Linked DNA regions of Mus musculus: regions 2, 3, 4, 5 and 6 are each linked to region 1. Evidence: chromatin contacts called from public ChIA-PET, HiChIP or PLAC-seq, Micro-C and promoter capture Hi-C data. All regions are on one chromosome and are shown on one strand. The core of a region is the stretch at or near the end of the contact, and the rest is flanking DNA. Distances in the headings are between cores, read along the strand shown. Region 1 holds the start of Pofut2 (protein O-fucosyltransferase 2). Region 2 overlaps Pcbp3 (poly(rC) binding protein 3). Region 3 holds the start of Ube2g2 (ubiquitin-conjugating enzyme E2G 2). Region 4 holds the start of Sumo3 (small ubiquitin-like modifier 3). Region 5 holds the start of Pcbp3 (poly(rC) binding protein 3). Region 6 holds the start of Itgb2 (integrin beta 2).

Region 1 (3,522 bases), core at 735-3,234:
TCAACAGCACCCCACGCCCCACCCTGGACCACAGGATACACCAGGAAGACCATCCTATACTTCTTGCTCTCTGCCTCAGGAGCACACTGCAGCTCTGCCCTCACTACTTGCTTGCTTGGCGCTTAGCATCACTGACATCCCAGCTGGCTCCTTCTTAGGATGATTTGGAGAATTCTCCAGGGCTACCTACCTCTCCTGCTGTGGCTCTTGGGGCAACTCCAGCCAGGATAAGCCAGAACAGACCAGGAACTGTCCATCAACAGAAACACTTGTCACTCCTACCAGCAGGATGTGGGGATCCTAGTTGTCCCACATCTTTACCAAGGGGCATCTCCCAAGCTCATCATGTTGCCACCCTAGCCTTTCCCGTGCCCATCATGTGTTCATTTGTTCTCCCCGCCCCACACACACACACATTGGGTCATCTACATCTTGAGGTACTCCTGAACTTTTTTTTTTAATTATTTATTTTATGTATGTGAGTACACTATCACTTTCTCCAGACACATCAGAAGAGGGTATGGGATGGTTATGAGCCACCATGTGGTTGCTGAGAATTGAACTCAAGACCTCTGGAAGAGCAGTCAGTGCTCTTAACCGCTGAGCCCTCTCTCCAGCTCCCAAGGTACTCCCGGACTTTAAAGATCTCTCCACGATTGGACACAAGTCCTCTGTTAGGGTAATTAAAAAAATTTATTAATTAAATGTAAGTATACTGTAGCTGTCTTCAGACACCCCCAGAAGAGGGCATCAGATCTCATTACAGATGGTTTTGAGCCACCATGTGGTTGCTGGGATTTGAACTTGGGACCTCCGGAAGAATAGTCAGTGCTCTTAACTGCTGAGCTATCTCTCCAGCCCCTGTTAGGGTAATTATTATAATCTGGGTGCTTTCTCCCAGGCTCTGTCTTTTCTTTTTCCTACCCCTGCCTTTCAAAGACTAGGTTTTGGGGCTGGAGACGTGGCTCAGTAGCTAAGAGCAATGACTGCTCTTCCAGAGGTCCTGAATTCAATTCCCAGCAACCATATGGAGTCTCACAACCATCTGTAATGGGATCTGATGCCCTCTTCTGGTGTGTCTGAGGACAGCCACAATGTACTCATATACATAAAATAAATCTTAAAAAAAAAAGACAAAGACTAGGTTTTACTTTTTGATGAAGCTCAACTATCTCTTTAATGCTATGCTTTCTGGCCACCTGTGACTCTCTTGTTTTTATCAGATATCCGACTGTTACAGCATACAGTAGTAGCGTGCAGAGTATGTGGCTGTCTGCTTCGGAATCTGTATGTAATACTAACTCCATCAGTTAACACCACTTCAATGGGGTCTGTACAAACACTTGGTTCTAGACACTTCCACTGCGATGCAACTTTTAAAAAAGAAAAAAAAAAAGCCACAGTCACTCACAAGTATTTTCAGGAAAGCTCAGAGCTCCGTGGGGCACCTGGTCCTCTGACTCCTAAGCTGCTCGCTGCTCCAGCGCTAGAGCCCTACACGGAACGGAGAGCACCTTCAGGTCCTGCATCCATCCCCACTCCTGGAGGCCAGTGCTCTGTCCTCTGGCTCTGTCCTGCAGGACCAGACCTGCGGCCAGCTCCGCCCACATCCCGGGACCGTACAACACCCGGCAACAGGAATGCCTGGCGTCGTGATGCTCAGCAAGTCCCGGATGAGACCAAGCGAATTCTCTCTGCCCTCGGGACAAATAGCGCACCTCGCAAAGCCGACGACTCTAAGACTCAACCGAGCCAGGCCACCGCAGCGCCCTCAGCTGAAAGTACAACCAGGAGAGCTTGGGAAGGGCGTGACTGCGCTGAGGACACGCCCATTCCCCAGGACCCACCCCTGGTCACGCCCACATACTCCTACTCAGACGAAGAGAGGCGCGTGCGCACCGTGGGTCTGGCCGCGTTGCCGTAGCTACTGGAGACGCGCTCCGTGGGGCGGACAGGCGCACTTCCGGACCGGGGCGCGGCAGCCGGAAGTGCGTGGCCGCCGGGGCCATGGCGGCGCTCAGCGTCGTCTGCCTGCTGCTGGCAGCGGCATCCTGGCGGCCGGTCTCGGCTTCAGGAGAAGAATTCTGGCCTGGCCAGTCGGCGGCGGACATCCTGTCGGGGGCGGCATCCCGCAGACGGTAAGCGCGTCCACGCCGGCCGGGCGGAGCGAGGCATCTGGGACAGGGTCAGCAGCGGGCTGGGGGCAGCGGGACCGGGGCTGCGCACGCAGGCTGCAGGAGCGAAGGCTGCGTGGCGAAGGTCGCCCTGGCCTTGGGCTGAGCTGGCCGTCTACTCCCGAGAGATCGCTACCAGAAGGTCCGGGAGCGTAGGTGGAGCCCGGCTCTGGCCACCTCAGGCACGCTGTCCCGAGGCCGATCTTAAGTTCCAGCGAGACAGAAGTTCGTGTGGGCTGTCGTGGAGATGGCGCTTCTTCCGCGGCCGCTCTTCCCCAAACTGGAGGGAGGGTAAACCAGGGGTCTGGTGCCGACAAACCCAGTGATGACGGGACTGAAGCCTGCCCGCGATTCCGTAGAAAGGAATCTTGCTTTGGCGAAGCCTTAAATAAAGTTTTAGAACCGTTTTCACGGAGGGAGATTCTTCGTCACTTTGACTTTCTCAGATGTCATTAGTGTACTGTGGAGTTTTTCCACCGGCCAGCCAACCGGACCTGTAATATCACAGTGAGGCTTAATCAGAATATTATCATCCTATCCTTTTCACTGTTTTTATTTTGAAAATGCATATTTTTCATTTAAAATAATCTTTGTTAATATAACGAGACTGTTGTTATTTTTCAGTGAATGGATGAATACTTCTAGCTTTAGCTTCCAACACAGGAACTGTCAGTAGATTTAATTTATAAACCAGATTTGTCCAACCTGTGCCCATTGACCACATACATCTCAGAATAGCGATGAATTATTGATGACAGACAGCGTCATGCCTCATTGTCAAAGGTTTGGCCCCCCCTGAGTAAACAACTGGCCTTTGGGCATCTCATTAATTTTGTTCAGACTGTGAAGGAGTCAAGGAGTCTTTGGATGAGACACTGTGGGAATGGCTGTGAAACCGATTCTCAGGCTCAGCCGCTGAGGTTCCGTTTACATTCTGATTTGTCAGAGAGTGTGAATCTGCTGTTGGCACTTATGAGCTCTGCTGGTCATTGTATAGTCACTGCCCTCTCTGTAAGCCGGGTGTGGGTGCCCCATGAAGATTCCCCACAGTTCACACACGGCCTATGTCTTGCTCCCTTCTCAGGTACCTCCTGTATGATGTCAACCCCCCAGAAGGCTTCAATCTCCGCAGGGATGTCTATATCCGGGTGGCATCCTTGCTGAAGACGCTGTTGAAGACTGAAGAGTGGGTGCTAGTCCTGCCCCCGTGGGGCCGCCTCTACCACTGGCAAAGCCCTGACATCCACCAGGTCCGGATTCCCTGGTCCGAGTTTTTTGACCTCCCGAGTCTCAATAAAAACATCCCCGTTATAGAGTATGAGCAGTTCATTGCAGGTGAGGCGGGCAT
Region 2 (3,522 bases), core at 273-2,772, 460 kb before region 1:
ATAAAAATGTCCTTCTGTCTCTAGCTAAGACACTCTTGGGGTGGGGGGCACTGCAGCTGAAACCAGAGTTGTGCCAGCCAGGCCCTGAAGGTGTGAACACAGCCTAAGAGACACACCCGCAGCTGTGTTGGGAGGCGGGAGGCCTGTGTTCTGAGGTTACCCATGGTGCCTGGGAAACCACGAGGATGAACTTTAGGAGACAGGGAGGACACTGGTCCTCACAAGCTGGACAGAGGCAGGGTATTGAAGGTGACTAGAACTCTTAAGGCCACCTTATCACAAAGCAAGCCAGTGCCTCAACCAGTGAGGCAAAGTGATGGACAGGCTACGGCTGGGACTGGGTCTCACAAACGTGCCAACCTGTGCCTTACCTCCTCAAACTTGTACGCGATCATAGCAAAGGCCTTGAAGATGGCGTCAGTTGGGCCTGTGATTGTAACGATTCTCTCTGGGCAGTTTCCCTCTGAGATGTTGATCCTGGCGCCACTCTAAGGTGAGAGGAGAGAAAAGGTAGCTGGTGGGAGATGAAAGCTATCTCATGTGGGCCTGGTTTTTCCAAGCTTGCACACAACTTTAGGCACAGACACTAGAAATGAAGCATGCTTTAAAAAAATAAAAAATCTCATTCTAAACAGTGAAATCCTTGCCAGGAATCCTCATCAAATTGGAAATCCTAAGGTTTTGTTTTTGTCTTTTAAGACAGGGTCTCATGCAACCAAGCTGGCCTTAAACTCCCTGTGTAATGGAGAACAGCCTCGAACTTCTGTTCTTCGGCCCCTGTCTCTGTTTCCCTGGTGCTGGGGTTACAAGCATGTATCATCATGCATTCCCAGAGTAGGTTTTTGTTGTTATAACACAGGTTTTCTCTGTGTAGCCCTGGCTCTCCCAGAACTCACTCTGTAGACCAGGCTAGCTTCAAACTCAAGAGATCCGCCTGCCTCTGCCTCCCGAGTGCTGCAATTCCTTACCACCACCTGGCTAGAATTTTAATTAGTATGAGGTCCAGTGGTCCCTAGGAGAGCTTATGGCCTCAACAAGCTGGATGCTGTTTGTGTAGCATGTCAGAGAGGATTGCCCCTCGTTGCCTAGCATCCCTGATACAAGGGCAGGTCCATGAGAGCCACAGCAGTACCATTCTCCACCCCCTAGGGCTGGCCAACCTGACCTGGGGAGGGGATAACATTTAGGGCAGAGCACACTCACCTCTTCACGCATCTTCTTTACTGTTTCTCCTTTCTGGAATGGAGACACATAAGGAAGTCTGTCACTGCCAGGGGCACAGAGGGTCCCTGCGCCTGACACAGCCTAGCCCTGGCTGCTAGTGGGGGGTGCGGGGGCTGCCTACCTCTGGTCTGCTCCCTGTCCTTGCCAGCCCCCGTGAGTTAGCTGGTCTCTTTACTCACTGGGGCCCACAATCCAGGGGCACCACAGATGAATAAGCCGAGGCATGGGAAGGGAGGTACAGTCACCCAGAGGTGGAGCTGGTCACGTGGGTGAGCTTTGATCAGACTCAGGCCCGTTGTTATGACAGCGCTACAGATCCAGTAGCAGGTGTGATGCCTGGCAGGAGCTAGGGTTACGAGATAACCAAAATACAGACAGCATCCAGGAGGGCAGTCTCTCCTCTTTCACACGGCAGTGAGCTTTTGATCCCCCTGCACTCCCCTACTCTGGGAAGCAGCTTTCGCTTTCGTTGTATTGAGAGGAGGACAGTAATGCTTCCTATGTCTGAAACCCAGAGGTACCAGGCACCGAAGTGGGAACAGGAAGCTTCAAAGTGCCCAGCGGGGGCCCTGCCAGGGCCGAGGAAGAACACGTACGTGTGTGTGTGTGTGTGTGTGTGTGTGTGTGTGTGTGTGTGTGTGTGTGTGTGTGTGTGAGATGCACCCAGAGCCAACGGCAAGACTCACAGTACAGTAGGTTCAGGAAGGGAGGGGCATAGACAGAGCTGCCAGGGCAGAGCTTCCTGGGACTCTGACTTCCTCTAGGATAGTGCCAGTGAGGGCCTGTGTAACTGCTGGGGCTAGTCAGCACCAGGGGCTACTGCTGTCTCTGTCTGTCAGCTTCTAGAGAACCAAGAAAGACACAAGTCACTCAATAATTACCTTCCCGATGATGCTTCCAACTTCCTGTAGGGAAAAAAATCACAGAGAGATGATGTCACAAGGCACTCTGGGGCTGGCGTGAGGGAGAAGTAAAGCGTTTACAGTGTGGGGTGGTACCAGGGCCTGTGTGCACCAGGGCACCGACCGAGTCGTCCCCTGCCCCAGGGAGAGCTGAGGCTCTCAGCCAGAACATGTGTCTGTTGGGTTGTCCAGCTTCTCTATGCCTAGCTGACCAGGGGGATCAGAAATGGAGCTGAGCTCAATTAGCCAACTGCCTAGGAGCAAGGCAGACAGTCAGATGCTTTCTAGATAAACAAGGAGAGAGAGTCACCCCTGCACTTAAGGCCTCAAGGAGACCCTGCCACAGATGGACAGGAAGTAATGCCCCTGCCTAAGAACACAGCACTGCCACATTGGTTTATGAGGTAGGACACTTGGAGAAGCCCCTGGCATGGCCTCCACCATTCTGCATTTGGATGTCAATGACTGTGGGGTATATGATCACCTGGATCACTGGCCCCAGCCTGTCCCAGCCCACAGGACAGCTCCAGGAAGCTTCCATCACGGTCTGTTGCTTGGGGCAGGGCCACCTGACTTTCTGCCATGGAAAAATAACCTCTTTCAAAGTCTGACCTGCTTTTCTCACTATTTTAACCAAACTCTCGGAATGCTAGAGCTGCTGTTGATCCCTGTGGAGGCAAAGCATGGGCTCAAGAACCAAGAGGAGAGAATGGTCCTGTGTGGCATTGCCATCATAGGAACTGTGGGCTAATCTGTAGAGAATCCCATGTGGGGACGTGCTACGAGTAAGAAGGATTGGACACTGTCCACCATGGAAAGGGATGTCTGGGTGCAAGGGGACATGCTTTCTGGGGGAGCTGGATATTCCAGAACTGTTGTTCTAGTAGTCAAAATAGTGCACAAAAGCTAGGAGCTAGATCTCTCAGGGTAGAAGGAGAGAGGTCAGGGCACCAGGTTAAGAGCTTCTGTCTTGCTGGGCCAGGTGGGGAGGTGTGACTCCTGGCTATCAGGACAGCACCCACCTATAGCAGTCAGGCACTGGGGTATTAAGGTATATGTGTTAGGTCAACCAGTCTTGAGTAGCTCTAAGGAAAGTGTCATTTGGACTGCACATGCAATAGCTTTGTGGGTTTGAGATTGTGTTGCCTACGGGGAAGCACAGAGCAGATCCCTGGTGGCCCGCTTTCTGCCCGACCTCAGCCCATATCACCTTTCCATGCATCAGTAGGCGGATGGTCAGGGTTACGTTCAGGCCACCTTCCGAGACCTTAGATTCCATCTTCCCTCCAAAATGTAGCTCAGGGTGGTGGCTTAAGGTGCCGAGGGTGCTGTGAGGAAGGATGGGTGGGGCCCAGATGGCGTCACCTGGAACAAAAAGGCACGGTTGTGACCACGG
Region 3 (3,522 bases), core at 752-3,251, 360 kb after region 1:
ACAGGGTGGCACACAACCATCTGTAATGGGATCTGACACCCTCTCCTGGTGTGTCAGAAAACAGCTACAGTGTACTTATAATAAGTCTTTTGGCCAGCAGTGCAGAGTTGACCAGTGGGGTTGACTGGAGCAAGCAGAGGTCCTAAAAATTCAATTCCCAACAACCACGTGAAGGCTCACAACCTTCTGTACAGCTACAATGTACTCACATTAAATAAATAAATAGATCTTTTTTTTTTTTTTCGGCCATAGTGTACTCATAAAAATCTTTAAAACAAAACCAAACTAGCTCTGAAGCTCATGGTCAGGCTCATCCCAGGGATGGCCTCAGTTCATGGTACTACTTTACAAGTTTGTTTTCTTGCTGATGGGATCAATACCCGACACACAGAAGTTAATTTTGCCTTGGGGTTGGAGGGGATACCGTCTATCATGGCGGCAGGTGGCTCCAAGGCGGCAGCAGTGTGTGACAGCTGCTTACTCACCGGGTAGCTGACTGGGAAGCAGAGAGAACTAGAAACTAAGCTAATCCTAATCTCAAAATTCACCCCTATCCAGCTAGTGGAGGTTCCACCCTGACCAGCAAACATGTGGGCACGACTCACATTCAAACTGTCGCAGGGAATCGGGGCTGCCACATCATTTGGATGTGTTAGACTAACTTATGCTTCTACAGGCAACAGCAGGAGGAGCAGTGTGTCCTCGAGGCCTCCTTTTGACTTGTGGGTGGGGCATGCTTGGGAGGGTTATGCGTGTGGGATTTTTTTTTTTTTTAACCTTACATGTAATTGGAGTAGCATCCTAATATTTTTTTTCTTTCTCAAGATAGGGTTTCTCTGTGTAGCCCTGGCTGTCCTGGAACTCACTCAGTTGACCAGGCTGGTCTCGAACTCAGAAATCGGCCTGCCTCTGCCTCCCAAGTGCTGGGATTAAAGGTGTGCACCACCACTGCCTGGCTCTAATATATTTTTTTAAAAGATTTATTTATTGTATGTAAGTACACTGTAGCTGTCTTCAGACACCAGAAGAGGGAATTAGATCTCGTGACAAATGGTTGTGAGCCACCATGTGGTTGTTGGGATTTGAACTCAGGACCTCCAGAAGAGCAGTCAGTGCTCTTAACCGCTGAGCCATCTCTTCAGCCCCCTTAATATTCTTTTTTAAAACGACAAATGTGATGAATCTAATGCCTCAAATCTTTTGAGTTCAGCTTCTTATACTCAGGGTCCCAGCAGGAACTTTCTCTTTGTCCCTACACCTAGTCCTGAAAGCCCCTTTTTTCGGAGAGCCACGTCCCGAGCTGTATCCCTCATGTCCACTTAGCGAAGGCAGTGGTGCACCTAAGAAAATACCAAGCATCTATCTGGCAGTTCCGTATGATGAGGAAGTACAGCTTACTTGGCAGAGTCTGAGTTTTTTTGGCCAGAGAGGATGGGATATGGCCCGGGAACTTTATCCTTCCTTTGTGAAACCAAGGTACTCTTTCTCTTGCTAGAAGTGTCATCTCAAATCACCTGGGCCTCAAAAACCAGGTGTAGTGGCACTTGGGAGACAGAGGTAGGCAGGTGGCATCTCTGTGAATTCGAGGCCGGCCTGGGCTAAATAATGAGTTCTAGGACATTCATGCCTACAAGGGGAAAGTTTCACGATCTGGACAGCCACTTCTGAGGGGCGAGCCCAAGCGCAAGGACATGAGTCTCATTCAGGAACAATCCATGATGAGCCATTAGCTCTCGCACTATTTTTCAAGACTAAAGGGCCGCAGGGCGAGCTGCGCAAAGCCTCACGGCGGCGTAGGAAACCTTCAATGCTGAGGGTGTGGCCGGCCGAGAAGATTCTGGAAGCCGAGCTCCGTCGACCCGGGCCATTACCCGGGGAGCGCGAGGCGAACCCCAGCGAGCCTGTCTGAAGCACCCGGGTGCGCCACGTCACCCGCGCGCGCCCCGGATGCATTTGCGCCCGGAGCCCGCGACCCGGAAGCAGTCGTGGGCGTCGGAGCGGGCGGGCGGGACCGGCGCGGATGTGGCGAGGCTGCTGAACGCAGGTTCCGCGGTATGGCGGGGACGGCGTTGAAGAGGCTGATGGCCGAGTATAAGCGTGAGTCAGGCGGCGCCGCCTTCCTGTCCTCTTCCCCATAGTCGCCCGCGGCGTGGCCCGGCATGGCTCGGCTCGGTGCGGTGCGGTGCGGGGGTACTGGGCCGGGCTGCGAGATTCCGCGTGCGGATAAAAGGCCAGGCTGTCGCCGTCACCTGCGCACCCCAGCCAGCGGCAGCGGGGCTGGCCCTGGGCTCAGAAGCCGGCCGGGGCAGCGCCGCCGTGGCCCTGCCACCCGGGTCTGGTCCCTAAGCCCCTGTGTGCTGCGCATCTGCCCTCCCGACAGTTGATGCTGCGGGGCGAGTACCGGGTAATCCCCGTAAGGTGGTCGAGCCGTCGAGGGGAGTTGGGGGAGAAAGTTAAAAATAAACAAGATAACGCCTCAAACCCCCGGCCACGCCGCAGGTGCGAGTTGCTGGGGAAAACCAAAGTTTCTCGGACACGGGCTCCGGACAGTTTCCTTGGATCCGGATCTGTTTTTCTCTCTGTTTTACTTTTTCAGCTCTGTGTCTAGATTGAGACACATCCCCTTTATCTAAAAAAGAGGGAACAGCATTTAAGCTCCGGGACAGGGGTTTAAGTTTTGACCACTTCTACCCAAGGGTATTCACATTAGAGAAAAACTTATCCGCCACAAAAAGCCTCTACTCGTACGTCAGACAAAACGTATTGTCACTTAATTTGAAGTTAAGGTTGTGAATCATCTCCGTGTGAGAGAGAGAAGGAATTTGGTTAAAGAGGGAACTCTAAAATAGGAAGGCTGGCGAGGGGCTCAGGGGGTTCACAGAGGAGAAGGACTCCACCTGCTGTGGCTTCTTGGAAGAGGAAAAAAAAGGGCAGGGAGCTAAGGGTGGCCCCAGGCTGACAGCTAGTCTGGGACCAGTGTTACAGCCATACGGAACTGAGTTGTGCCAGCGACTTGAATGGACTTGGGTTGCAGCCCTGAAACAACCAGCTGTCTCGGCTGGGCCCAAGCCCACATGGAAACCATGAGGTCATCAATGGATATTGTTTAAGCCTGTGGCAGCAGTGATGGAAATGCATCCAGCAGTACAAAGCACGAGGAGCGAGGGAGGGAGGGAGGTTTTTTCCGTGTCCTTGTGAATTCAATAAAAGTCCCACTGAGTGTTTTTCTTCCTTTATGGTATAAAAGGTTTGTCCTCTGTTTAAGACCATGTACTCTAGTATTAGGTAGATTCAACAGGAACATCCAGGTTGAATTAGAACATCCGAGGTTGGGCTAGAGCGAAGGTGTTCTTGCATACCTGATTGTACTGTAGATTTAGAGGCGATATGACCTTGAGTGTGGTTCATTGTCTAACTTTTTTTTAATGTGTTTTTTATGTGTATTTTTATGAGTATTTTGATTACACATAGGTAAGTGTGTCATATGTGTGCCTGTGCCAGTGGATGTCAGAAGATGACATC
Region 4 (3,522 bases), core at 649-3,148, 350 kb after region 1:
GTGTTCTGTGTATGGGTAGGTGTGTGTGAGTGCAGTACCTATAGAGGCCAGAAGAGGGTGCCAGACGTCCTGGAGAAGGGGCGCTGAGATCCAAACTCAGGTCCTTTGGGAAAACGGAGTGTTCTGTTTACATATACACATAGACATAGACATAGACATACACATATCTTAAGAACAGGCTTTGAAATACACACGAGTGAGCATCTTCCTGTTACCGGTTGTTCACTTTGCATAATGGTAGGCTTTCAGTGTGTGAATGGGTCATCATATGGTGTGAATGGATCGCAGTGTGGCTGTTTCTTGCTGCAGCTCACGTAGGTGCCGAGTTCATCCATCCTGTGCTGCACGTGTTGTTCTCCGATCACTTGGTAACAGATGCCCTCAGCCACAGACCCTCAGGTTTGATTCTTGTATCCTATAAACTGTTAATACAACACTTTATAATGCTTGGCATCTTAGAGCTGGTGGTACACTGTGGTCTGAACACTGCCTGCCCCGAGTCACTCACAGCTAATAGTGGAGGGAAGGTGTGCTCTGATCTCCAACAACTGCTTCAGTCAGCCTGGTTTCTGGAGTCCTGTCTCCCAGTTACACAGTCTGAGCTGGACATTCCAGAGATATGTTCAGCTAAGGATGACCATGATCTGTATTTGAGGAAAATCCATACCTTGGTCTGGTCTGGGTGTGGGATGAGTTCCAAATGCGTCCTTGTGGAAGACCTTGACAAACTTCTCGAAGAAAGGTCATGTGTACAGGGGAAAGGCTAAAAAAGGTTGGCTTCACAGACACTTGGCTTAGTAGCTTTGCAGTATTACCAGGAAGTGGGGATACTTGTCTGCTGGCCCTTCCTTGGAACAGAAACATACTTCTGTCAAACAGAGCGCCACTTCTCTGGAGGCTGCTGTGTGGTCCTGGAACACGGCCAATCAACACCTTCCTGAGACGACTGTGGGTGACTGTGTCAGCCCTGACTGGCCTGATTTGCAGGTGTTAGCAGACAGACACAGAGGGCCTGTGGGCTGCATTCTAAAAACTCACGCCAAGATACAAGGAAAGGACACTCTTGACCCCTTAGCCAGGGCTCCCGATGGATCTTCCAGCTCAAGCTTCCCTTGTTTTGCTTATCTAGTTGACTCCTTGGGCATGTTATTAAACTTCTAGGCATCTTGGTGTGCTGTGTAAAATGGGTTATTAGTGTCCACAATAGCATTCCAGAAACAGCAAATGGTAGGTCAGAAGGGAAGCTTTCTGTGCCTGTCACTCTCACCCACCCAAGCCACCTAGTGGTTACTTTGGGACTACGTAAGGAGGGAGAAAGGCAGCTAGATAGTGAGAATGAAGGGGAAGAGCTTGTCCTTCTGGAGAGCCATCTTGGGAATGGCCCTTGTGGAGGCTGGTCCACCCCATCCAGGAAATCAAATGAAAAAAGATGAAATGGGAGCATGTGCTGGCTTTCTGGGCCAACAGAAGCCATCCTCTGTGTCCTCAAAGGATGCCTTTTCTAGACATGAGCCCTCCTGTGACATTCAAATTAAAGGCCAGAGGCCTGTTCCAGGAGTGTGTGGTCCATAAACCATGCCTGGTAACCTCCTTATTCGTCTTCCGGACCACCTGAAAGGGTTAGCCTGAGTTTCTTTGCCCTCTCTTACCCAAATGCAGCCTGCATATAAGAAAAAGTCCCCAAATGTGGGTGGTGAAGAGGCTACTGGTTGGGCCAAAACGTTCCTCTGGGTCCTGACCTAGCACACAGCGCCCCCACTCCTCCCGTGCCTCCCTGCGTGGACGCGCAGTCTTGCACCCACATCCGGGGTCTCTGGGCCTAGGACCTTGAGTCGCGCGTCCCCGGGGCTCTGCGCGCACCCGGGCGCCTGACCCGCCCCGTGACGCATTCGCAACCGTCCTGAATCGCGGCTGGCCAGCGCGCACCCGCGGCGCGGGGCGCGCGCCTCGTGCACGCGCCCGACCACGTGACTCCGCGCGACCAACCAGCGCGCCGGGATTTAGGGATAAAGCGCGGCCCCGCGACAGTTGCGGCGGGAGAGCGGCGGGGCAGAGAGCGTGACTCGCCCGCTCCAGTGCCACCGGTTCCCGCTGCGCTTGCCGCCGCCGTCGCTGCGCAACCATGTCGGAAGAGAAGCCCAAGGTAAGCCCGGTACGCAAGCCGCAGCAGATTCCGCGGAACGCAGGCCGGGCCGCGCGCAAAAAGGGCCCGCGGGGCCGCGCCCGAGCCTCAGCGCCCCTCCCCCACCGACCCGCGCCCCTCCCCCACCAGCATTGCACTCCGCCCCGGGCAGCGCGCTAGCCCCACCCCCGGCTGTGCCTCCCGCCACACCAAGGCTCCGCCTCCGGGGTAGCCCCGCCCCGGGTGTAGCCCCGCCCACGGCTCGAGAACCCGGAACTTGGGTGCTGGTTCTTGGTTCGCAAGGGCCTCACTCCCTGACGCGGCCATCCTTTCGCGTGCCGTGCGCACAGTTGCACGCGTGGTGCTGCGCGTGAGGCTCAGCGGGCGCTCGTGAGAGCTGCACCGGAGTAAGAGCAAGGCTGGCCGCTCCGGGCTTCCAATGTTCGCCCGGCCGCATGCCCTTCCACTCCATCGCCGTGGTCTCGGCAGTTGGTGCGTGGGAAGGCCAGGGTTGCCCATTTCAAATTGAACAGTTTTCCCACACTCACCTGCCCTGCTGGGGGCAGTTTTATCCAACGGGAGATAAACGTTGGAGCCTGGCATTCTGTGCTCTTGACTGGCCTGGAGATGACCACTGTGTTGGCTCAGGTGAGAGACCCCAGGAGCAGGGCAAGCATCTGGACTAATGCCATGGTACCATGCTCAGCAGCCGAGCCCAGAAATATCTTGCCTGCGAGGTCCTTACCTTTAATTTCAGCTCAGCCTTGGGTCCTGCCTGCACCATCCCGGATATTGAATGAGCACCTGTTCGCCCTGTGCCAAGAGTAGACAACTTACTTTATTATATTTTGTAGCTGGTAACTACAACAAGAGTTGTAACCTTTTGGTGCGGTTAGGCAGGAAGTGAATGCCTGGTGTGTACTGGAGTGGCCATGCCTTCTGCCTCGGGTTAGTGGAGACAGAGGGTTATATGTTATATTTTGGTGACGCAGCCCAGGGGCTGTTGTCCACTAGGCAGATGCTCTACCAGTGAGTTACTTACTCTCTCCACACCCCCACAGCGGCCCCCCCCCCTTTTTTTTTAGACAAGGTTCCTTTGTGGTCCAAGCTGTCCTGGAGTTTAAGACCAGGCTGACTTCAAACTCAAAAGAGATCTTCCTGTTTCTGTCTCCTGAATGTTTCCCTGTGTAGCTCATGCTGGCCTCCACCTATACCCAGGAGCTCCCGGGTGTCAGGTGTTGGCAGTCAGTGTGCTGAGTAAGCCCTCCTTCTTCTGTATTTACTTGCTAATTAGAGAACTCCAGGCCAGAGCCCAGCCAGGCATCCTTCCGTTGGAGGGAAGCAAGCCTGAGGCCTTTCACCTCTGTCTCTGTTTTTGAACACACACATCCTTTCGGGAA
Region 5 (3,522 bases), core at 708-3,207, 300 kb before region 1:
TGGGCTCAGAGGGAGAGTATGGATGCTAGCTCTGCAGTCTGGCCTCCAAGGGTCTTTCTCCAAAGCCCTGCCACCCAGAATGCCTTTTGGTGAGGCACTAAAAACCCTTCTCGCCGGTCGTGGTAGAGGCAGAGGCAGGCGATTTCTGAGTTCGAGGCCAGCCTGATCTACAAAATGAGTTCCAGGACAGCCAGGGTTATACAGAGAAACCCTGTCTTGAAAAACCAAAAAAAAAAAAAAAAAACCCTTCTCAACCTACAGTGCCATCGGTTCGCATACAAAGCTAATGAGATTTAAAAGTCCGTAGTGCTGCAAAGAAAAGTAAAAAGGAAATAGCCAATCCTGGGGCCCACCTTCCATTAACTTAAAATTCTCCTATACTAACAACATAGTGCAGAATAAGAAGCCAGACAACTTCACACTTCTACTAAACAAAACACTTTGGGGACAATAAGAAACAGTTCTGGAACACACCTCTTTCCCAAAACAGAAAATACGGCCATCAGAGAGAGAGAGAGAGAGAGAGAGAGAGAGAGAGAGAGAGAGAGAGAGAGAGAGAGAGAGATTGAGAACCGGCGCCTGTCTAGTCTACCTGTTCAGGCTCTAATGAATGGTGCGGGGAAAACCTGAGGAGAACTGAGAGGAAAGAAGAAAACAGAAGACCACGGTGGAGGGGAGAGGAGAAAAGGCCGCACCCTGCCCTCGCCCCACATCCATCCTCTGGGCTTCCTTTTTTTTTCCTCCCCAGCTCGTCTCAATCACAAGACATCCGTCTAAGCCTTGCAAGTCCCAGTGAGATCACAGCTATTGTGTGTTGACCCGAAAGCCTGCAGCGTAATGTGCCCACTAACAACTTCTGAATTTAGGGAGGGAGTAAAGAGGCCTGGGTTTTCCTGAGTGGCTCTACCCCGACCCCCGACGTAGGCCAGGGCCAGTTACCGTCAGACTTTCACAAGGACCCTAGGCCGTGCCTGAATCCAAGAACAGGCAAGACCATGCAGAGCTGGAGAGTGAGCCCCTCACTGGAAACTTCTGTCTAGGACCCTGTTCTGGCCCCAGCTCCAAGCCCAAGGGGCTATCAAGAACTACTCTATTCCGGGAGCCCGACCCTCGGCCCCACACTTCCCCACCCACCCACCCACCTCTTTCTCCCTCTCTCTAAGTAATTCCTGCCTCAGCCTAGGACCCCGGTCACAGCCTGGGAAGCTGCTTCCCTTGACCCTTTGCTCAGCCTGATACACATGCCTCTGGGATTCCCATCTTCAGTCCTCCGACCATCGCTTTGGCCTGGGATACCCCCACCCTGCTTTAAGCCTGGGACTCTGCACTAAGCCCTGGAACCTCAGCCTTGAGCCCTCAGAGCTCGGTACTCAGTCCTAGATCCCCGCCCTCAGCCTAGGACCTTGGTCTTGGCCTGGGACCCCTACCTTCAGCCCGGGACCCCCGCCCTCAACCTGGTACCCCCTATTCTCTCCCAGGACCTCCGCCCTCAGCCTGGGACCCTCACCTCAGCCTGGAATCCTCGCCTCAGCTTGGGACCCTCGCCTCAGCCTAGGATCCCGGCCCTAGTACTGAGATCGCCAACCTCAACCCTTCCCCCAGGATCCCCAACACCCCAGCTCGAATGAAGTTTTCTGACTGCGAACTGTCCGGTCCTCTGGCCTTTGGAGGGGTCTCGGCCGGCCTGGGACGCGGCATGCGAGCTACCTCCGCGCTGGACCCCCCCACACACACTTCAACCCGCCGCCACTCACTCACCTGCCCCGCCGCGGACAGGGAGGCCGCGGACCAGGTAGAGCCTATGCTGCCGGTCGGGTGGGGCAGAGGAGGCGTACACGGCGCGACGCGAAGCCCGATGCGACCCAGCGGCGGCCGCGGCGTCTCCTAGCTCAGGCGACGGTAAGCAGCGCCTCGAGCTCTGGCCGAAGCACTGCGCGCGGCGAGGACCCGCCCCCTCCGTGCAACCAGCCACTCCTGCGCAGCCCGCCGCCTCTGGCCCCGCCCCCGCTCAAGGGCAGGGCCTGAGAAAGCGGGCGCCGGGAGCCAATGGAGCTGCGAAACGGTGACCATCACAGCCAATCAGGGCACGGAAAGCTCTCCGGCTAGAAGCCGTTTAGCGTCGAAGGGCGGTTAGGGTTGGGCGGGGCCCCACTCTGGGGCTGGGAGGAGGCGGGGCTTCTGGAAAGGTTAGTCAACTGGCGGGGGCGGGGACAGTACGGGGCGGGGCCAGGGCCGGGCCTGGGGCGGGGCCTCCAGAAGGCTAGAGGGAAGGGAGTGGATGCTTGGTTGTGAGATGGCTGCGGGGCCTGCATCCTCTGCAAGTGTTTGGCACACGCAGCTAGCGGGAGACTGCAGACACCCAGTCTCGCACGCGCTGATATTCTAGGGAGGTCAGTTGGACCCACAGCCTTCGCGACTATGTGGGCCTGATCCGTTGACCGCAGCCCTTCGCGGGTGCCCCTCTCTGCTTGGAAGCCTTTGAAAGCCAACACAGCCCAGACTGTAGAACTTGTGTTTAGGTTCTGGGCCTGCACACCTGTCCACAAGCGATTCAAAGCCGATGGAAGAACTGGCTGTGGTAGTGGCTGTGGGAAAACATGTCATGTTGTTGTTGTTGTTGTTGTTATCTTTTGTGCACCTTTCCTCAGAGGTGTCCTGCTCTATTTTGTGTCAATTAACTATCGTTTTCATCGGACTAAACTTCCTTCATCTGATTGCTCTCTATTAGCTTAGGCTTATTCCTTTCTGCACACCACGAAGGTAAAGGAACCAGGCCAACTTGTAATTCCAGTACTGATAGAAGCTGCGAGTCCTGGGAACTCTGCCTTCCATCAGTACCTAGATACCCAGGAGCCCAGGGTCATCCTTCCTGGCTTCCTGAAGCAACCTGAACCAGCCAGAGAAGGCCTCTTTGGACTTGGAAATCAAGCTTTGCCCTTCATAGGTGGAGAGAGTGATCCACATGTTTACCTCCAGACTTTCGAGAAGCATCTCTGGGAAACAGAGTTGCTTCTTTGTTGTCATATGAACAGACGGGTGAGCAGAGAAGTGGGTTGAGGGTGACATTCTAGCTGAGATGACAAAACTCATCCCGCCCTGAGCCTCAAACCCACCAATGACTCACTTCGGTGCCAATAACGATATATCATACATGCAAAGGGGTGTATACATAGCTCTGTCCCCTCATCCCTCCACCTGTTACAATCACGATCTCTATGGTAGAGTCAGGAAGACTCCGTAGGTCTGAAACCTCACCATAGTAACCAAGTAGCTCTTGGGAATGCCCAGAGTCCTGTGAGTATGATGTCCTGGAATCCACTCTGAAGGGAAAAGTCCTGGTCCCCTGTAGCAGACATATACAGTAGTCACTTGGGATCGATGAGTCAGAAAGGAGTGTGCTCTTATTTGTCTTCAAACATAACCTGTGTGATTCAATGACAACCTCTGAAAAGAAAGGGCCTGGGTCCGGGCAAGCAGGAGCTGTCAAAAGCCTTACCCAGCAGCTAAGTGCAGCTGCAGCAA
Region 6 (3,522 bases), core at 687-3,186, 270 kb after region 1:
TTTGGTTTCTGTGATAAGAACTCCCACTGATACCACACTACACGTGTTTGAAGGTCTGTGGCTCCATCGGTTTGCTCCAGTCTCAGTTTTCCTTTTGAGTGTATTGAAAAGTGATCAAGATTGTGGTGTCTTTGTGAGTGCTGTGGCGTATGCCCACGTTTGTCTGTTTGTGAGGGAGCTGGCTTGTGCATGCATGCTCTCGTGGAAGCCAGGGGTCTTCCTCAATTGCCCTCTGCCTCATTTTTTGAGACAGGATCTCTTTGCTGAGCTCAGAGCTTACCGATGAGCTAGACTGGCTGACCAGTGAGCATCAAAGATCCAAGAGGACAATAGTCCATATCTCCAGCTCTGGAGTACCAGGCACACACAGCCACACCCAGCTTTGCGCATGCCCAATGGGGTGCTGAGCTCACGTCATCAAGTTTGTGTTGCAAGCACTTTACCCTCTGAGCTATCTCCCTGGCCTCTGAACTATGCCTTTCTGATATTTGGTGGTGTTTGTTAGTATTTTCTACAAGTATGTGCAGGTCTTTCATTCTTGACTTTTGTCCCCCGTTCCCCGTCCTTTATGAGCTAGGATCTTACAGTTCTGCCTGGCTGGTCTTGAATTCACAGCGGTCCTCCTTTTTTTTTTTTTTTTTTAAAAAAAAGATGTATTTGTTTTTTTTATGTACATGAGTACACTGTAGCTATCTTCAGACACACCAGAAGAGGTCATCGGATCCAATTACAGATGGTTGTGAGCCACCATGTGGTTGCTGGGATTTGAACTCAGGATCTCTGGAAGAGCAGTCAGTGCTCTTAACCACTGAGCCAGTGGTCCTCCCGCATCAGCATCCTACATTCTGGTATTACAAGTGTGAACTGATACACCTGCTTTCCAACAATGTTCTTTCAACAGTTGGCATCTTTTGCACATTTTTTTTCAACTGTGAGAAGATATAGAAAATATGCATAAAGGTTCAGGGCTATTAACTTCTTGTAACCCTCTCAACCATTATCACCAGGATGTCCTGCATAGCTGATGTCCCCACTCCACAGCTTTATCTTCATGTAACTATGTCTTTAAAAATTCTACCAAGCATACTACACGAAGAAAGAGTAACACATGAACACCCAGGTCTTCAGCCAACACCCCCCCCCCCAACCCTCCGCTGTGGTCACCTCCTGGCCTCTGTCTTGTATCCACACCCACCTCCAACCCCCATCCTGATTACAAGGAAGAAAATCTGCCATGTTTTTCTACCATTTGCGAGCATTTCAGCATGTAACTCTAAAGATGCAGGTAGTGGGATGTAACCATGAAACATTGTTGCGGAAAGAATTAACTGTTTCTCAACAAGGCTGACATCTCAAATCTTATGCTAAAGGTTCCCAACTCCCTTTGGTGTCTCTCTTTCTGCCCTCTCTCCTCTTGCAACTAGTCAGGTGGGGTTTTGTTCACCACTAACTTTGTGATTGAGCTCCTACAGTGTTACTTAACACATCCCTCCATGCCCCACTCTGCCCCATTTCTCTGCCCAGGACCTTCCCCTGCCTCCTTCTTCCCATTCGCCTGCTTCCTCGAGTGGGCTACCACCTCAGCCCATCCACTTGTAGCTGGGTCCTTCTCCCAGACTGAGAACCCACACAATCAGCCTCTGCTTCCGCCTGCTGGTCCATGAATCCCTACCTCTTCTTGACATGTGAGAGAGCCCCTCGATGCTATCAATGGCTGCTGCTTCCAACAGTAGCCCCTCCACTCTTGCCGTAAAAGCTTGTCATCGCCTACAAGCCCCTCCCTCTCTCAGTGTCTCTTCTCTAACGTCCCACGTGTAAAGGGGCTGAGGTGATACCCACATGTGGGCCAATCAGCCAAATGTCACTCAACTTCCTCCTGGGCGCTGACTTAGAACAGGAAGTGTCAGGCGGGGGGGCCTCAGCGGCTGTGTTCTTTAGACACAACCACACAGCCAGCTGGCAAGAAGTAGGCAAAGACATCTCCAGTCAGATTCTCGGAGTGGAGGCTTCCTGGGACTGAGAGGGGGTGAGTGCAGGGCTCCTGTGTTCAGGTAGCTCTTATGGGAAACACCTCAGAAGTGGGCTCTTCCGGTGGAATTTCTCTTTATGACTCCAGCCCGACAGGCACTGGTGGCCTTTCCCCATCTCTCACCTTGCCTATCTGTCAAAAAAATGGTCTTGTACATGTGGCTTCTGGCTATTCAGACTCTCCTGACTGACGTCCAGGGATGGGAGGCCTGGTACCACAGCTGAGCAGAGTTTCAGGAGCGCTGGGAACATCTGTAACTGTGGGTCAGCAGGCAGCCGACTGTGTTGATTCTCTCTCTGTGATAGTCGTGGATGCCCGGGACTGAGGAAGGTCAGCTATGATAAGGGGTAGGGGTGGTGGTGGAGGTGGCTGGGACAGATTGTGGGAGGGAAGGGGTCACATACTGACACCCACCTACTATGAATGGAAGTAGATACTTATGGTCATGAAGGTGAGTGTCAGATTGGAGGTAATGAGCAAGAGAAGGAGCTGCTGAGATGTCCATTGTCCCCATCTGCTTTAAAATGGCGTGTGGGGAGTGTGTATGTGTGTGTGGGGGGGGGGGTGATTCTCAGTCTACCCTGCAAGTCTCTGGAACCTGGGCTCCAAAATGCCCAGCCCAGCTTACAGCATAGCAGATAATAAGGAAGTCCTCTACCCAAGAATCCCACCCACATACCATAGTGGCCAGGCCTGGGGCCAGCAACCACAGGGTCATATCCCAGATAGGGGGAAGGTGTCAGGTGACAGACACCCTTTCTACATCCACCAGTGAGTGAGCAGATGAGAGATTGTTGACTGCTGCCATAAGCAGGAGTAAAATGAGCAAGTCCTGAGGGTTAGTTAGGGCTGGAGAGGCCCAAGTTTCCTATCTCCTCCTTTCTCCAACATTTCTCTGTTGACATATGTGGACACAGTCTTGCCGCAGGCATGCATTAGGCTGGGGTGAATTGTGTTCACTGCGATTGTGGAGGAACCATGCAATCATCCTTTGCAGGAAGTGCTGCAGGGGGCCGGGGGCTATCTTTGATACACAGCTTGGGAGGAAGCCTTCTGCTCTCTATGGAGAAAGGGTGTGAACTGGGGAGGCCACTGAACTCTGGGGAAATGAGAGGGTGGGCTGACTGGCTCTGCAAACTCCAAATGTCTGCAGTCAATAATGACTCAAAATTCCCTTCAAAACTCACTCCCATGAGGAGTGAGCCGTGGAGACTACTGAGGCTCCCGCTAGCTACAATCTATCATCACTCAGGTGCAGGTGGTTCTCTGCAGGTGGTAGGGCTGGGGATAGGGGTGTGGGGTGTTGAATGTGTGTGTGGAGCTACATGGAGCCCTGGTGGGGTGACTCTGTAGGGAGGTGCAGGTTCTGACTCAGCTACTTTATTCACATCTCTCCCCCTTTGGACATGAGTCAGACCTGCCTGAGGTTCCCAAATGCTTCCAAGTGCACTCGGTCACTCAGAGGTTACATACAGTTCAAGCCTTGGGGGGGA

The links. Promoter capture Hi-C pulls out the DNA fragments that hold promoters and counts their contacts. A called contact is a pair of places that touch in the nucleus more often than the background predicts. ChIA-PET counts read pairs in DNA pulled down with a chosen protein or histone mark. HiChIP or PLAC-seq counts read pairs in DNA pulled down with a chosen protein or histone mark.
Region 2: an RNA polymerase II ChIA-PET map of memory CD8 T cells shows a contact between it and region 1, with 8 read pairs. The contact joins the enhancer-like site here to the promoter of Pofut2 in region 1. A contact is called at or near these places in 11 of 39 promoter capture datasets (the 3T3-L1 cell line, the C10 cell line, the SN4741 cell line and 6 more), 1 of 15 datasets of contacts at CTCF or cohesin (the NIH/3T3 cell line), 1 of 484 Hi-C or Micro-C datasets (the HL-1 cell line), 6 of 115 datasets of contacts at active chromatin or transcription factors (embryonic forebrain, embryonic hindbrain, forebrain and 3 more) and 1 of 9 other capture datasets (embryonic stem cells).
Region 3: an RNA polymerase II ChIA-PET map of memory CD8 T cells shows a contact between it and region 1, with 54 read pairs. The contact joins the promoter of Ube2g2 here to the promoter of Pofut2 in region 1. A contact is called at or near these places in 6 of 39 promoter capture datasets (the C10 cell line, cranial neural crest, frontonasal cranial neural crest and 2 more), 7 of 484 Hi-C or Micro-C datasets (CD4 T cells, CD8 T cells, the G1E-ER4 cell line and 4 more), 4 of 115 datasets of contacts at active chromatin or transcription factors (extraembryonic endoderm stem cells, memory CD8 T cells, microglia and 1 more) and 3 of 9 other capture datasets (embryonic stem cells, liver and macrophages).
Region 4: an H3K27ac HiChIP or PLAC-seq map of extraembryonic endoderm stem cells shows a contact between it and region 1, with 2.8 times the contacts expected there. The contact joins the promoter of Sumo3 here to the promoter of Pofut2 in region 1. A contact is called at or near these places in 10 of 39 promoter capture datasets (the 3T3-L1 cell line, 3T3-L1-derived adipocytes, the C10 cell line and 7 more), 5 of 484 Hi-C or Micro-C datasets (B cells, the G1E-ER4 cell line, embryonic stem cells and 2 more), 4 of 115 datasets of contacts at active chromatin or transcription factors (bone marrow-derived macrophages, epiblast stem cells, extraembryonic endoderm stem cells and 1 more) and 2 of 9 other capture datasets (liver and pancreatic islet).
Region 5: a Micro-C map of embryonic stem cells shows a contact between it and region 1, with 4 times the contacts expected there. The contact joins the promoter of Pcbp3 here to the promoter of Pofut2 in region 1. A contact is called at or near these places in 6 of 39 promoter capture datasets (the 3T3-L1 cell line, the SN4741 cell line, hippocampal neurons and 2 more), 15 of 484 Hi-C or Micro-C datasets (CD4 T cells, CD8 T cells, LSK cells and 7 more) and 1 of 115 datasets of contacts at active chromatin or transcription factors (embryonic stem cells).
Region 6: a promoter capture Hi-C map of pre-B cells shows a contact between it and region 1. The contact joins the promoter of Itgb2 here to the promoter of Pofut2 in region 1. A contact is called at or near these places in 14 of 39 promoter capture datasets (the C10 cell line, the HPC-7 cell line, the SN4741 cell line and 9 more), 4 of 115 datasets of contacts at active chromatin or transcription factors (bone marrow-derived dendritic cells, craniofacial prominence, effector CD8 T cells and 1 more) and 2 of 9 other capture datasets (adipose tissue and liver).

What each region holds. Positions count from the first base shown.
Region 1 is chr10:77,257,316-77,260,837 of GRCm38.p6, forward strand. It overlaps Pofut2 (protein O-fucosyltransferase 2), which reads left to right and starts at 1,985. Exons shown (of 9, transcript NM_030262.3): 1 at 1,985-2,138; 2 at 3,259-3,509. The coding sequence starts at 2,008. It overlaps Gm10941 (predicted gene 10941), which reads right to left and starts at 1,908. Exons shown (of 2, transcript NR_026944.1): 1 at 1,412-1,908; 2 at 450-671.
Region 2 is chr10:76,797,424-76,800,945 of GRCm38.p6, forward strand. It overlaps Pcbp3 (poly(rC) binding protein 3), which reads right to left. Exons shown (of 16, transcript NM_021568.2): 4 at 3,337-3,491; 5 at 2,106-2,129; 6 at 1,204-1,236; 7 at 372-488. Among named protein-coding and RNA genes, the nearest start is that of Col6a1, 73 kb to the left of the region's middle. Within about 2 kb of position 1,523, at least 52 of the 459 cell types and tissues checked have an H3K27ac peak or open chromatin away from gene starts, as enhancers often do. A contact at or near this core is called in memory CD8 T cells, where this site is marked.
Region 3 is chr10:77,620,320-77,623,841 of GRCm38.p6, forward strand. Ube2g2 (ubiquitin-conjugating enzyme E2G 2) reads left to right here and starts at 2,002. Exons shown (of 6, transcript NM_019803.3): 1 at 2,002-2,097. The coding sequence starts at 2,055.
Region 4 is chr10:77,604,199-77,607,720 of GRCm38.p6, forward strand. Sumo3 (small ubiquitin-like modifier 3) reads left to right here and starts at 1,899. Exons shown (of 4, transcript NM_019929.4): 1 at 1,899-2,143. The coding sequence starts at 2,123.
Region 5 is chr10:76,959,990-76,963,511 of GRCm38.p6, forward strand. Pcbp3 (poly(rC) binding protein 3) reads right to left here and starts at 1,958. Exons shown (of 16, transcript NM_021568.2): 1 at 1,759-1,958. It overlaps Gm35664 (a long non-coding RNA gene), which reads left to right and starts at 2,152. Exons shown (of 2, transcript XR_380584.1): 1 at 2,152-2,186; 2 at 2,387-2,613.
Region 6 is chr10:77,528,434-77,531,955 of GRCm38.p6, forward strand. Itgb2 (integrin beta 2) reads left to right here and starts at 1,937. Exons shown (of 16, transcript NM_008404.5): 1 at 1,937-2,026.